Regions from separate parts of the Sus scrofa genome. Here all the other regions are linked to region 1. Evidence: chromatin contacts called from public HiChIP or PLAC-seq and promoter capture Hi-C data. All regions are on one chromosome and are shown on one strand. The core of a region is the stretch at or near the end of the contact, and the rest is flanking DNA. Distances in the headings are between cores, read along the strand shown.

What was found. Promoter capture Hi-C pulls out the DNA fragments that hold promoters and counts their contacts. HiChIP or PLAC-seq counts read pairs in DNA pulled down with a chosen protein or histone mark.
Region 2: a contact with region 1 is called in a promoter capture Hi-C map of fetal liver, with 2.0 times the contacts expected there. The contact joins the promoter of UBAP2 here to the promoter of DCAF12 in region 1. A contact is called at or near these places in 2 of 5 promoter capture datasets (fetal liver and liver), 2 of 47 Hi-C or Micro-C datasets (brain and heart right ventricle) and 2 of 2 datasets of contacts at active chromatin or transcription factors (alveolar macrophages and skeletal muscle).
Region 3: a contact with region 1 is called in an H3K27ac HiChIP or PLAC-seq map of alveolar macrophages. The contact joins the enhancer-like site here to the promoter of DCAF12 in region 1. A contact is called at or near these places in 3 of 5 promoter capture datasets (fetal liver and liver), 7 of 47 Hi-C or Micro-C datasets (embryonic fibroblasts, fetal skeletal muscle, fibroblasts and 2 more) and 2 of 2 datasets of contacts at active chromatin or transcription factors (alveolar macrophages and skeletal muscle).

What each region holds. Positions count from the first base shown.
Region 1 is chr10:32,672,517-32,676,629 of Sscrofa11.1, forward strand. DCAF12 (DDB1- and CUL4-associated factor 12) reads left to right here and starts at 1,466. Exons shown (of 9, transcript XM_021064687.1): 1 at 1,466-1,862; 2 at 3,206-3,460. The coding sequence starts at 1,785.
Region 2 is chr10:32,753,194-32,757,272 of Sscrofa11.1, forward strand. It overlaps UBAP2 (ubiquitin-associated protein 2), which reads left to right and starts at 2,514. Exons shown (of 28, transcript XM_021064693.1): 1 at 2,514-2,929.
Region 3 is chr10:32,549,522-32,553,664 of Sscrofa11.1, forward strand. KIF24 (kinesin-like protein KIF24) reads left to right here. Exons shown (of 14, transcript XM_013980172.2): 13 at 211-304; 14 at 824-3,242. The coding sequence ends at 964. It overlaps UBAP1 (ubiquitin associated protein 1), which reads right to left. Exons shown (of 8, transcript NM_001267841.1): 8 at 2,722-3,852. The coding sequence ends at 3,712. Among named protein-coding and RNA genes, the nearest start is that of UBAP1, 74 kb to the right of the region's middle. Within about 2 kb of position 2,165, at least 4 of the 83 cell types and tissues checked have an H3K27ac peak or open chromatin away from gene starts, as enhancers often do. A contact at or near this core is called in alveolar macrophages, where this site is marked.

The DNA of each region.
Region 1 (4,113 bases), core at 216-2,715:
AGGAATTCCAGACTCTTGGCCAATGGGCTCCTGGGTCATCCAGAGCATTGTGAGGCAAGACAGAACTGGAACAACTGGCTCAAAAAAGGAAAGCTGACCCACTGCTGACCCACTTGGGTGTATGTCTCTGAAGAGATAGTCCTGACTAAGTAAGATGGGGCTGCCTTTCCCGAGGTGGCATTAGGGATTAGCTGCAGTGCTGACTTGGGATGGCGGAAGACACTGTCTCAATCTGGTTTTTGGTTCGGCTTGGAAAACAAATCCAAATCTCCTTGTAGGCAGAACTTCAGATGGGCCAACAGAGCTCCCTGCAGGTATGAGGCCTGAAGCCTGAAGGGATGGATGAGCAGGTAACTGGGCACTAAAGCCTGAGGCCAGTCAGCCCCAAGCCAAGCAAGAGCTTCCTGCTTCCTCAAAGGATTTCTTTATCTGAGCAAAGTGGGGGCTGGCACTCAAATCCCTACACAATCTTCTGAAAACGGAGGCAAGGGTGATTCTGAAGGAAGAGCGCTTGTCCGGTGACCAATGCCAGCTTTAACTATACTGACAGGTCAAACGCCACTCTTCTCGGTGGTTTAGAATTTCACCCAATCTGCCCTGATGGAGACGCAACTTGGGCCCCAAGAGAGAAGCAGGGAGTGGCAGACAGACCTCTGTTCCAGTCCTTAGCTTAGAACTGCATGGGAGACTAAGAAATATAAATCACGGAGGGAGGCCTATTTCGTAGAGCACAAAAGACAGTGCGGCCAGGAGGTAGTGGGACGCTAAAGGGCAGTGAGGTCCCACGCAGCAGCTAAGGGAGAGGTGACTGGAAGGCTGTTGCGGTTAGTACAGCGACGGGGGGGGGGGGGGGGGGCAGCCGAGGGAGGGAGAAGACCGGGTGGAAAATGAAGCCCAAGAGCACCCCAGGAGTTGGGGAGAGGGCAGCCAGAGGCCCCTGGGATGGTGTTGGTGGGGGAACCCGGGCAGGGCCGGACAAGTTCTCTACAGTGTGAAAGTCTGAACAAACTGCTGTGGATTTCGAGCCGGACTCCACCTTGCGGGGTCGAGAGTGGGTGTGGCGGGAGAGGGTAGTTATGCCTCTTCCCGAAGTGTCCAATCCTTGGAGCCAGGGCTCGGTTTAATAGAGTTCGGGGAAACGTGCAGCCTTCAAAAGGAGATAACCAGAAGCGACTGCGGGGTAAAGGCGTGTTAGGAGGGATTCCTTCTCCGAGCGAGGTGCCTGCGCTGGGCAAGCGGGCGCGCAGGGCGGTGAAGTCGGCGGGTAGAACCTAAATTCCTTTACCCGCAAGTCGCACATCTCCAGCGGTCGTCAGACGGCGGTTGAAAAATGTCCGGAGCGCGGCGCGGGGGGCGGGGAGGGTGGGGTTAAGCAACAGCCACAAACTCTACTGCGAACCCCAAACCCCGCCCCCTAGTCCCGACCGCGTCTCCTAGACGACGTGCTGCCAAGTGCGGCTGCGCGAGGGTGACGGAGCGCGGGCGAAGGGGAGGGGTGTTTTGGTTCCAGCCGCTCGCCGTCCTTTCCAGACTCCGTCGTCGTAAAGCTTCGGGTTCCTGCCTCCCCTTCCCCTTTCCCTTCCCTTTCCCGGCCCCAGTCCTCCTTCCCTCCTTCCCTTCTGCTTACCTTCCTTATTTTCTACTGCCGCCCGGGGTCCGGGTCATTTTCCGGGCCGAGCGCGCTAAGGTGCGCGGCCCCGGGGCCCAGTATATGACCCGCCTTCTTGCTCCCCCACGCTTCCCCCGCCCCATGTGGCTGCGGGGCCGCCGCGGCGCTGCCCACTATGGCCCGGAAAGCAGTTAGCAGGAAGCGGAAAGCGCCCGCCTCGCCGGGAGCTGGGAGCGACGCTCAGGGCCCACAGGTGAGGGCTGAGAAGTGGGAGCCGGGTGATTAGACCGAGACACCTAGGGAATAGGGTTCGCAGATGAGGAAACCTTAACGGGGTCCAAGATCTATAGTCGGGGGTTTGGAGGGGGGGAGCTGGAGGTGGAGGGGAAGAGCAGAACCTCGGTCTGTAGAATCAGGGATGGGCCCTTAGGAGTTCACTGGAAAGCAGAAAGACCGCAGGGCTGAGGAGCTAAAGGGGAACATGAGAATGAGGTATATTCCAGGGAGGCCTGCAGCCGGGAGTGGGGTTTGGGGAGAAGCAATCTGGGTTTAAAGGAAGGGGATCAAAAGGAATCGAAGGAAGGGAACAAAACCTCCCACAAATACGTGAAGGGAAAGTTAAGCCCCCCTTCCAGTGGCCGGGGGAAGCGGAGATGATTGCGTATCTCATATAGGAATGAGCCTCCCTAAGGATCCTCAAGCCCTGAGCTGGGTCTTTTGGTACTTGGACGCCTAGGAGAGACAGCAGTTTTCAGGTATCACTCCTATCCAGCTCTCTTTGGCAGGGAAGACCTTGGTGGTGGTATTCAGACTCAGATTTCCCATGCCTGCCACCCCTTTGGTGTTTAATTTTTCAAATTTTTCAACTGTCTGGAGCATGGACCTGGTGACAGGAAGGTGGCCATTGCCTGAAAGACCTGGGATCCTAGTCAGGCTCCTTGGGCTGCACCTTCTATGCTCTGCAGGGAGTGCAGGCCGAGACAGAGAAGGGGGCCATTAGAGATGTAGTCCAGGTCTGTCTCTGCCCTTTATTCCCTCCCCTATCAAAAGTACTCAGGTACTTTTAGATACCTGAATCCTTCACTTCTAAGAAGACTTAGTTTTCTTTTGTCCTTTTTTCTGCTTTCATGTCCTTGTCTTTCAGCCCTTGTTTCCTGTAGGTAGGTTTGACTATGAGCAGCATCTTTTCAATGTTGGGAGAGTTAAACTGGACTTTAGATTGACTTTGCTGTCTTTTGTTTTGTATTGTATTTTTTTTTTTTTGGTCTTTTTTTTTTTTGCCATTTCTTGGGCTGCTCCCGTGGCATATGGAGGTTCCCAGGCTAGGGGCCGAATCGGAGCTGTAGCCAGCCTACACCAGAGCCACAGCAACGCCAGATCGTTAACCCACTGAGCAAGGCCAGGTATTGAACCCGAAACCTCATAGTTCCTAGTCGGATTCATTAACCACTGCACCACAATGGGAACTCCTAGTATTGTGTTTCTGTTGTATGTAAATCCTGCAGAAAGAATTTTTGTTGAGTTCCTTAATACAGTAGGATCTCTCCATCTGACAAAGGTAGCAAAAGCCTTGATTTTTAATTTTGCTTTCCACAGTTTGGCTGGGATCATTCACTGCACAAAAGGAAAAGACTCCCCCCAGTGAAGAGATCCTTAGTGTACTACCTGAAGAACCGAGAAGTCAGGCTACAGAATGAAACCAACTACTCTCGAGTGTTGCATGGTTATGCAGCACAGCAACTTCCCAGTCTCCTGAAGGAAAGAGAGTTTCACCTTGGGACCCTCAATAAAGTGTTTGCATCTCAGTGGCTAAATCATAGGCAAGTGGTGTGTGGCACAAAATGCAACACGGTAAGTGTCTGGGATGGGTTAAGTGTCTCTTAGTCCTGGATATGTGGCTCCACATGCTCTAGGATCACTCACTGCTGGTTTTCCCCATTAGTTCTTTTGGGAGGACATTGCCTTATTCTCCTCTCCATTCACTCCTATCTGTTCATGACTTTTTCTCTTTTTTTATTTGTTTTCTTACTTCCATACCTCATTTCTGATAAATCTTCAGAGGAGTCTATTTCTTTAGGTCTCTTGCCATGTAGGTATGCCACTGCTTCTAGATTTTCTTCTTCTTTGTTTTTTAAGTCAGAGGCCTAGGAGGAAAGACAGGAAAGAATGATGATCAGGGCATCATTCAGGATATAGGATATATGTTTTGCTCTGCCATCTTTTTTTAAAGGCTGAACCCGTGGCATATGGAAGTTCCTAGGCTAGGGGCTGAATTGGAGCTGCAGCTGCAGGCCTACACCACAGTTCATGGCAATGCCAGATCCTTAACCCACTGAACGAGGCCAGGGATCAAACCCTTGTCTTCATGGATACCAGTTGGATTCATTTCTGCTGCACCACAGTGAGAACTCCAGGATACAGGACAGTAAAAACCTAGGTGTTGTCTGCTAGCCTAAGGGCATATGTAGAAGTATTTTATTTATTTATTTTTTTTGCCATTTCTT
Region 2 (4,079 bases), core at 1,264-3,763, 82 kb after region 1:
CAAACACAAAACAGACAAACAAAAAGTCCCAGGCTTCTGAGAATTTTCCATCTCATTAATGCTTTCACTTCAGTCCAACCAAGAGCAGTTAAGCAAACAAAAACTGGTGAAAAGGATGGTGATGTTCTTTGCAGTTACAGGATGTGAAATTTGTTTTGGAGTTAATGTCAGTCAGGCTGGGTAGAAAAGGGTGGTAGTGATATCCCTTAGGAGAGATTTGGAAAGGATAGTTCTATTGCATCCAGGTGGTAATAACTATAGTGAGTAAGGTTTTAGGACTCTTATGCCCTTCCCCCCATTCCAGGTCTTAGGTAGGACATGTTCCTTGATAAATGATAATTTGGTGAAACCGCCCAGGGCAATATGCTTGGCATAGAAAGACAGACGTTTTAAAATATAAGAGGAAACTGAGGCCTGGAGAGGTAACATAGCTTGTATAAACCAACACATAGTCTTAAACACCAGTACTTTCTCCACGTAGAATTTTTATTATTTTTTTTTTCTTTTTAGGGCAGCACCTGCAGCATATGGAGGTTTCCAGGCTAGGCGTCCAATCAGAGCTACAGCTGCCAGCCTACGCCACAGCCACAGCAATGCCAGATCTGAGCCCCATCTGCGACCTACACCACAGCTCATGGCAACACCAGATCCTTAACCCACTAAGCGAGGCCAGGGATAGAGCCTGCAACCTTATGGTTCCTAGTTGGATTGTTTACCCTGTGCCACGATGGGAACTCCTCCATGCAGATAGTTAACTTATAGACTATAGTTTCTTTTCACTGCGCCCTCAATCACAAACCCTCTTTCCCACTTCTCAAAAACAGCTGTTAGCAGGTTCGTATAGATCCTTTGGAAGTGTTTTCTTGTGCTCTTTCCATTATGTCTGTGCCTCTCAAAGGATGGTTTTTATCTTTGACTCTCCCACACATTTCTTTTTTTCTTTTTTTGGTCTTTCTTTTTAGGGCTGCACCCACGGCATATGGAGGTTCTCAGGCTAGGGGTCTAATTGGACCTGTAGCCACAGCAACACCAGATCCGAACCGCATCCTCGACCTACACCACAGCTCATGGCAATGCCGGATTTTTAGGCCACTGAATGAGGCCGGAGATTGAACCCGAAACGTCGTGGTTCCCAGTCAGATTCGTTTCTGCTGTGCCAAGATGGGAACTCCTCTCCCACACATTTCTATACAGCAGAAATACAAAAAGAAGGAAGACTAAACTGACTATATACAACGCTAGCTCACTGTAAAAAGAGAGATAAGATACATCTACACATGAATGGTCATGATAATAAGTTCTATTTGTTAAAGGCACAGCCTGAGCATTCTTGATCAATTCAGATGAAAAACAAAGTTTTCCCTTGAACTGAGCAGGCTATTAAGGATTCAAGTGTTTTGCATCAAGTACTTTAACCTACAAGTCTATTAGTACCTGGCAAGTTAGTAACTCGTAGAGTGCCCCATACAAAGATCAGTATGTGCTAATTCCCTTTTCATCTTGGACCTATGGTGCCCAAGGATACATGCAGGGTGTGAAAATAATCGCTAATATTTATTGAGGGTTTATTCTGTGCCAATCTGGTATTTTACATAATCTTATTTCACAACCTGGTGAAGCGGTGTTATCACAAAGGAAAGCTCAAATCGAGGTAAGGCCTGCTGGATTCCAAAGTCCTTAGATACTGCCTTTGAGGGTCAACCGTCCAGTAATTGAGAACATACTCTAAAATACTCTGCTACAATTATAAACCATTAGCTCCTTCTTTATGCTTAACAGGTGAGGTCATTTTGAGAGGCAGGTTATTCATTATTAGGAGACAGATAATCTGGTTTGGGTCTCCTCAGCCAGTTAACAACTGAACCTCCCTGATCCTTTCTCTTTGCTTAAAACCGGGACAATCCCAGCCTCAAAGGGTTGACTTTACGACTTAATAAAACTGGTTGTATAAACGGCTGACGAGTAGGCTTTCTAGAAATGTTAGTCTTTTCACGCATAAGGGGCTTGGGACTGCATAATTTGAGCCCACGTTTCGTAGGACGTAAGCCTCGGGGCCTTCCCACTCCGGTGGAGGTTCCCTGGGAAGCCAGCTGGGTGCAACGGATATCTCCGCGAGCCGTTGGTGTTTTCCCGCGCAGGGGGGCGGGGCAGAGCGCCGGCTCGGGAAGGTGGTAGCCGAACCCCACCTCCCACGGCGACTACATCTCCCAGCAGGAATCATGCTCAGCTGCCTAGCAGGGGCCGCTCACTAGCATTAGTCTCAGATGCCTGCCCTGTCCGCTTTCCGTCTCGGCCTTCCCTCGGTCCGAAGTCACAGCCGCACCATCCATGAAGCCACGAGGGAAAGGATGTGGTGGTAGATGGCTTTGCTGTGCAGCAAGTTGAGAATCGTAGTGCCCTGGCGCAACGCTTGGCAGGCTAGGGTCTTCTTGAGTGGTTGGACCACTTCACGTGATGAGAGGAAGGCGGCCGCAAGGCAGCGACCTGTGGTGCCTTGTGAGGTCATCACAGCGCGACAACGAGCTGCACTTGTGGGCTTCCTGGAGGCGGGAGCTAGCACGTCCCTAACAACTCCGAGTACGAGAAACTGCGTAAACTCGCCCTTGTTGGCTCCATCTGCGTGCCTCCCCCTGCCTCAACCATGCTGGCCCAGTCTGGAGGGCATGACGGGGGGTTGGTTAGTGAGAGCGACGCGCTCTGTGGGCGGGTTGATGACGAGCCGCGGGCGAGCGACTTGTAGTGGCTCCTCCTTCGCCCATGACGTAGAGGTCACGTGACGGGCCGAGCAGCCTCTGCCGCCGCCGCCGCTTTGTAAGAGGCACATTGGCAGGTAACGAGCGGCGGCGGCGGCGGCGGCAGCGGCAGCGGCAAGCGGCAGCGGCAGCGGCAGCAGCAGCAGCGGGTCCCGAGTCCAGCGAGAGCAGCAGCGGTAATTGGCACCTTCTCTCACCTTCCCCGGTCCAGGTCCCTGAGCTCTGCAGCTTGCGCCCGGTAGTCCTGGCTTCTGTTCTTCTTTTCTCCAACCTTCTTCATAGTGCCCCAGCGCCCACCCGTGAAAGCGGGCCGAGCTTCCCTCGCTGGTTTCACGCGTCCTCAGTTTGCCCAGGCCTGGTGCAGTCCTTCCTCTCTCCCGCGGGTTGTCCGGGGCTCCTTCCTGCCTACCCCAACGCTTGTCGTCCCGGCCCCACCCAGCCCCAGGGGGCGCCTTCCCCTCCCCCCGGTCGGGTTTCTGCCCTGGAGGGTGTGGTTTTCTCTCCCACCGTTGTCCCTCCCTTGCCTGTCCGCTGGAGCTCCCGCGCCACGCTGTCGCCGACCGACCACTTTTCCGTTTTCATGCCTGTCGCTAGACCTGGGACTAGATATTTCAGAGCCTTACTTCTGCGCTCTCTCGCCTTTCCCGGCTACCCAGAGGCTAGTGCAGTTCCACTTCTCCTCTTCATTCGGGAAGGTTTTGGTGTCAGACACTTAGGACTCAGTTTTCCTCCACGTTCCCAGTTCCTGTAGTCTGGCCGTGTCACAGTTGTTCTTTAGTGTAGGTTTGCAAGAGCTTTGTAAACTAAAGCACTCTTAGAATACTATTCAAAATGTTACTCTTCCATTGGTGCATTGCATCTCAGTTTTCTTTGCCGCTGAATCACTTTTCACTTGGCTTTCCACTTTTCCCCCAGGGTTTTCAGTCTAATTAGTTGTCCTCGCACCTCACGTGCCACCACTGTTCTCACCACTCTGGTCTCATCCTTGTTCTCTCTGGGAGTTGATTGCGTGATTCCATCATCATTCCTGTTATTTCCTGTTTGACATAATCCGGTAGTTTACTTCCACCTCTGTTGGATATTGTTTCTACTTGTATCCAAGATGTCTCTACTAGTATTTAGGCTTACTTTCTTCAGCTCTTGTGCGTCTGAATAATTGAGAGTTTTGAAGGTCTCCATAAGGTGTCCAGAGATCATCTTTTATCTGATAAAGGGCATACAATTCATTTTTTGGGTGAATGTAATTTTATATTTTCGCTTCGATTATGATAGTACTTTTAAGACCAAGGGATATGTGAGTAGTCTAATCCTCGCTTTTCACCAGAA
Region 3 (4,143 bases), core at 915-3,414, 120 kb before region 1:
GGGCAGCTCCAGAGGCCCATCTCTTCCTGATACTTCACTGCTGCCCCCTGGTCTCTTGACAAGGCCTGAGAAGAATGCGTGAGAAGAAAGTCTTGACTTCTTTGAGCAGAAGCAGTTCCTGTCCTGGAAATAAGGCTCAGTTCCAGAAAGCTGCCCTGGGGGGATGGGAGGCCCAGACGATCACAGCGTCCTGTCCCTTCTGGTTCCTAGGCAGGTGGTCATCCGAGCACACCAGGAACAGCTGCATGAAATGGCCAAGCTGGGCTTCAAGGAGGAGACCCTGATGAGCCAGCTGGCTCCTAATGTAAGTGGTTTTGGTGGACTCCTCAGGAGCTCTTGGTAGTTAGTTAGCCTGCAGCTAGTTTGAGGGTCTTGTGCTGCAGCTGTGCGTCCAGAAAGGGTCTGCAGTCACACACTAACCTTGCTGAGGCCCTGGGCTGCTCAAGTCACTCCTGAGACTGTGCAAGGCCAGGCACCAGATGGTGCTGCACTCCCCATGGTGGGGCTAAAATGTTTCCAGCCTCTGTCCTTTGCCTCTGGCTTGTGGGGGCCCCTCCTTGTGATGATAACAGTGACATGCCTGATGCAGACCAGGGATACTTCTATGAAACCACCCTGCTGCCCTACAAAATATCTCTCTACATAGAAAAGTGTCTTAATGCAGCGAAGTGGATCCCACCCTGTGCCATAGTGACTGTCTTGCCAGTTTTCCAGCTGGAGGAAGGGCCTGAGCTCTTCCTGCAAGAAAAGGGACTAGAAAAGGAGATCTGCCAGAGGGCCAGCAACAGCAAGAGTTCCATGTGTCCTTTGTTTCCTTCCCTAGGATTTTGAAGATTTTGTGACCCAGTTGGATGAAATCATGGCTTTGAAGTCCAAGTGCATCCAGAGTCTGAGGAGCCAGTTGCAGCTATACCTGGCCTGCCACAGGCCTGCCACAGCCCCTGAGAGGACAGCGGTATCTTAAAGCAAAACCCAGTATGGGGTGGCTAGGCTCCTGAGGGCTGAGGGCCTCTGCCAGGTCCCCCTGCAGATATACTAGAACCCACTACCTAGTCCTGCCCATTCTGGCCTCTCCCAAGCCACACACAGCCTTGGCTGGGCCCAGCTCCTTTCTTGGGGCCAGGTATATGCCCCTCAGTTCTAAGCACAGGAGCATCTATAAGGAAGGACAGATCAGCCCAAAAAACTTAATGTACCCTTCCCTTTTCTTTGGAGCTAGAGGAGTATTTGCCTCACTGAACCTTTTTCTGTAGATGTTTCTAAATTTGGGGATCAGAGGATGGGGATGGTCTGGTAACCTAGAGGTTGGAGGTCACAGGCTGAGCCTAGAGATTTTATCATCTGGATTCAGTGCCTTTCTCTAGGACTCGATCAAAAACTAAAACAATGGTGCTAGTGGGGCAGGGGCCACGTGAGTTCTGCCCCTTCAGCCCTTGGAGGTTGATTTTGGACTTTAGCTTTTGAAAATGCAGACTGAATAAACTTTGACTTGCTGTGTCTTTAACAGCAGCAGATATGGAACAGACTTTCTGCTTCCAGTTCCTCTCCCTCCTACAATCCAGAAGAGGGTGCTTTACTCTTTTCCCATCTCTGCCTTTTCCTGGGACCATGCACCTGTTAAAAGCCATTATGTTCCTGGCTCCTGCCTTTGAGTCCCCACCCACCACGCTCCCTCACGGAATAGCTGAATAGCTGCAGAATCTAAGGCAAGTTTCTCTCTAGCTTCACCTTCATCCAAGATATCCTTGGCCATCTACCCACCTCTTAGTGGCCTGTGTTCAGTGTCTTGGCATTGAGGGCTGAGGTCAATAGTCTGAGACTCTGAAGTAGTCAGAGTCACACCCTTCATGTGAGTTCTGCTTGCTGTTTATCTTTTTAGCAGAAAGAAGCTTAAGACAAGAAATACCAAGTGGCTTCCAGGTGGCCCATCACTTAGCAAGGCCACCATATGATATTGAGATTCACATGCCAAAGACTTGGCCCTGATGCCCACTTTATATGAAACTAATTTCCTATATGAAACTAAAAGGTAAAGGGTAACTTTTATAGGTCTTAAAGGAAGGATTTTAAGTAATTTTAAATTAATTTTAAAGGCCAGAAGAGGGGCTAGTTTTCTGAGGCAATGGCCATGCCTTATCTGACCACCAGAGGGCAGCCTCTCTCCAGCTTGGTGCTTTCCAGCCTTAAGGTTCAGCACCCATTCCTCAATCACTGAAAAAATTAGAGAACCCACCTGAACCAAGAGCATGGAAGGGGACTAGAAGACAGTATGAAGTATAAGGACAAGAAACTTCAGGGATAAATCTAGGGCCATCGATATACTAGCACCACTGAGAGCTGGGGAAGCAGTTTTGAATCCATCCTGCCTGTGGAACACATAATATACCTGATGGTGCTCACCCGACAAGGGGCTTGTTCCTCATTTCCGGGTGATTCCCCTGAAGGCCAGCCTGTCTCATCTCCACAGTAAGTCTTGCAGGAAGGCCCAGAGACCAAACTTGGGCAGGTTTAAAGAGACCTCCCCGTCTTGGCCTGCCTTTGCAAACCAAAAACCAGGGCACAGCTCCTTCCCAGAATTTGAAGAAAGTACTGAAACAACAGAAAATGGTTAGGTCCCATTCCAATCCCAGCAAATCTCAGCAGGAAATCCTTCATCAACCACTCACCTCCACCCCTCCGTGAAAGAGCCCTTGGCAATAAAGAAATGATCACAGCAGGACATACCTTTTAGATTTTTATTAGTAGTTCTCTCTGAAGAATGAAAATAGTTAGCAAATTACATTAGATTCATCAAGACTGTATATCCTCTGTATTTAGATCTTTAATGATGTACAACATAATACAAAACAAAGAGACGGATTTCTATGACTAGGTGTTACTGTGTCATCCTAGAGCAAAGGGCTGGAGGGAGAGGCTGTTCTCCAGGGAGAACTGAGGTGGAGTTAGTGCTGAGTGACCAAATCACCGCCTGTTTTTTTCTTCCCCACTTGATGCACTGGGAAGGGGCCAATGATTTCTTAAAATGACAACTGTTCCTAGAACAAGGGGGCTCTAAAATCCTGGGTAGCAAACGACTGTGGTCTCAACCAGACCAAAAGAAACAGGCTGGGGCAGGAAAGTAATGCAATTGCCTAGCAGAAAAGGCAAACTAGGGCCCCAAGGGAAAGGGCATTCTTTGCACCTCAGAGACATTGCAGAACCAGTGTAACACTAAGTGACATGAAGGGGGAAAAAAACAAAACCCTGGAAGAACCTCTCAATTGCACTCAACCTGGATTAGAGGTCAGTCCACCCTTGCAGAGGAGGAAAACATCTAGCCCCAAAGCAGCACTGAGTCTGGCCCTCCCACCCCTTCTCCCCAGCTCCTTCTGGCAGCTGGGGTGGGTTCCGGTTGAGGCCAAACAGACCCCAGAAAGACCAGAGAAGTCTCTCTGGAGGGCCAAGGTGGGAAGGACACTTCTCAAAATACAAATACATTTAATATGGAAGGAGCCAGGACAGTTCTGGGCACATGAGCCTGCCCAAATCTTTCCCACTTTCTCCCCAGCTCAGGGCCTCGGCTCATAGAGACCTGGCGAGCACCGTCTCCACACCTGACCTTCCACCCCCAAAAGAAAATCCAGAAGTGTACCCCTTCTCCTTCCCCACAGATGGGCTGCTCAGGGCCTCTGGCAGGGGTGGTTCCGTGGCAGGGCCTAGGCAAGGCCTATCTCAGCTGGCTCCCGCCCGAGCCATGAGGTCTTCCAAAGCATTGTCCTGGTCATTGTTGTGTAGGAGCAGAACTTCCTTAATGTCTTTCAGTTCAAAGCCCATTTCCTTAAATTTGCTCATTAACTGAAGAAACTCCATCATCTAAGGGAAAAAAGAGAGTAGACTCAAGAAAGAGTTCCAGCCACAGAAAATAGCTGAGTGGAGCAATGTGTGTGTAAGGGGACTGCTGGGGGAGCCTGCATCCTTCGCCAGAGCCTCATGAACCCCTCTGAGGTCCCCAAGCAAGCAGAGGAGGGCCATGGAGGAAGCCGGGGTGACAGGTGGGTGCCAATCAACCTCCAGAAGGTGTGCCCAGTCCCAACTCTAGCTGACCTTTACTCAGGTCCCACCCACTGTGGGCATCCGTGCTCCCACTCAGGAGGATACTGGTCT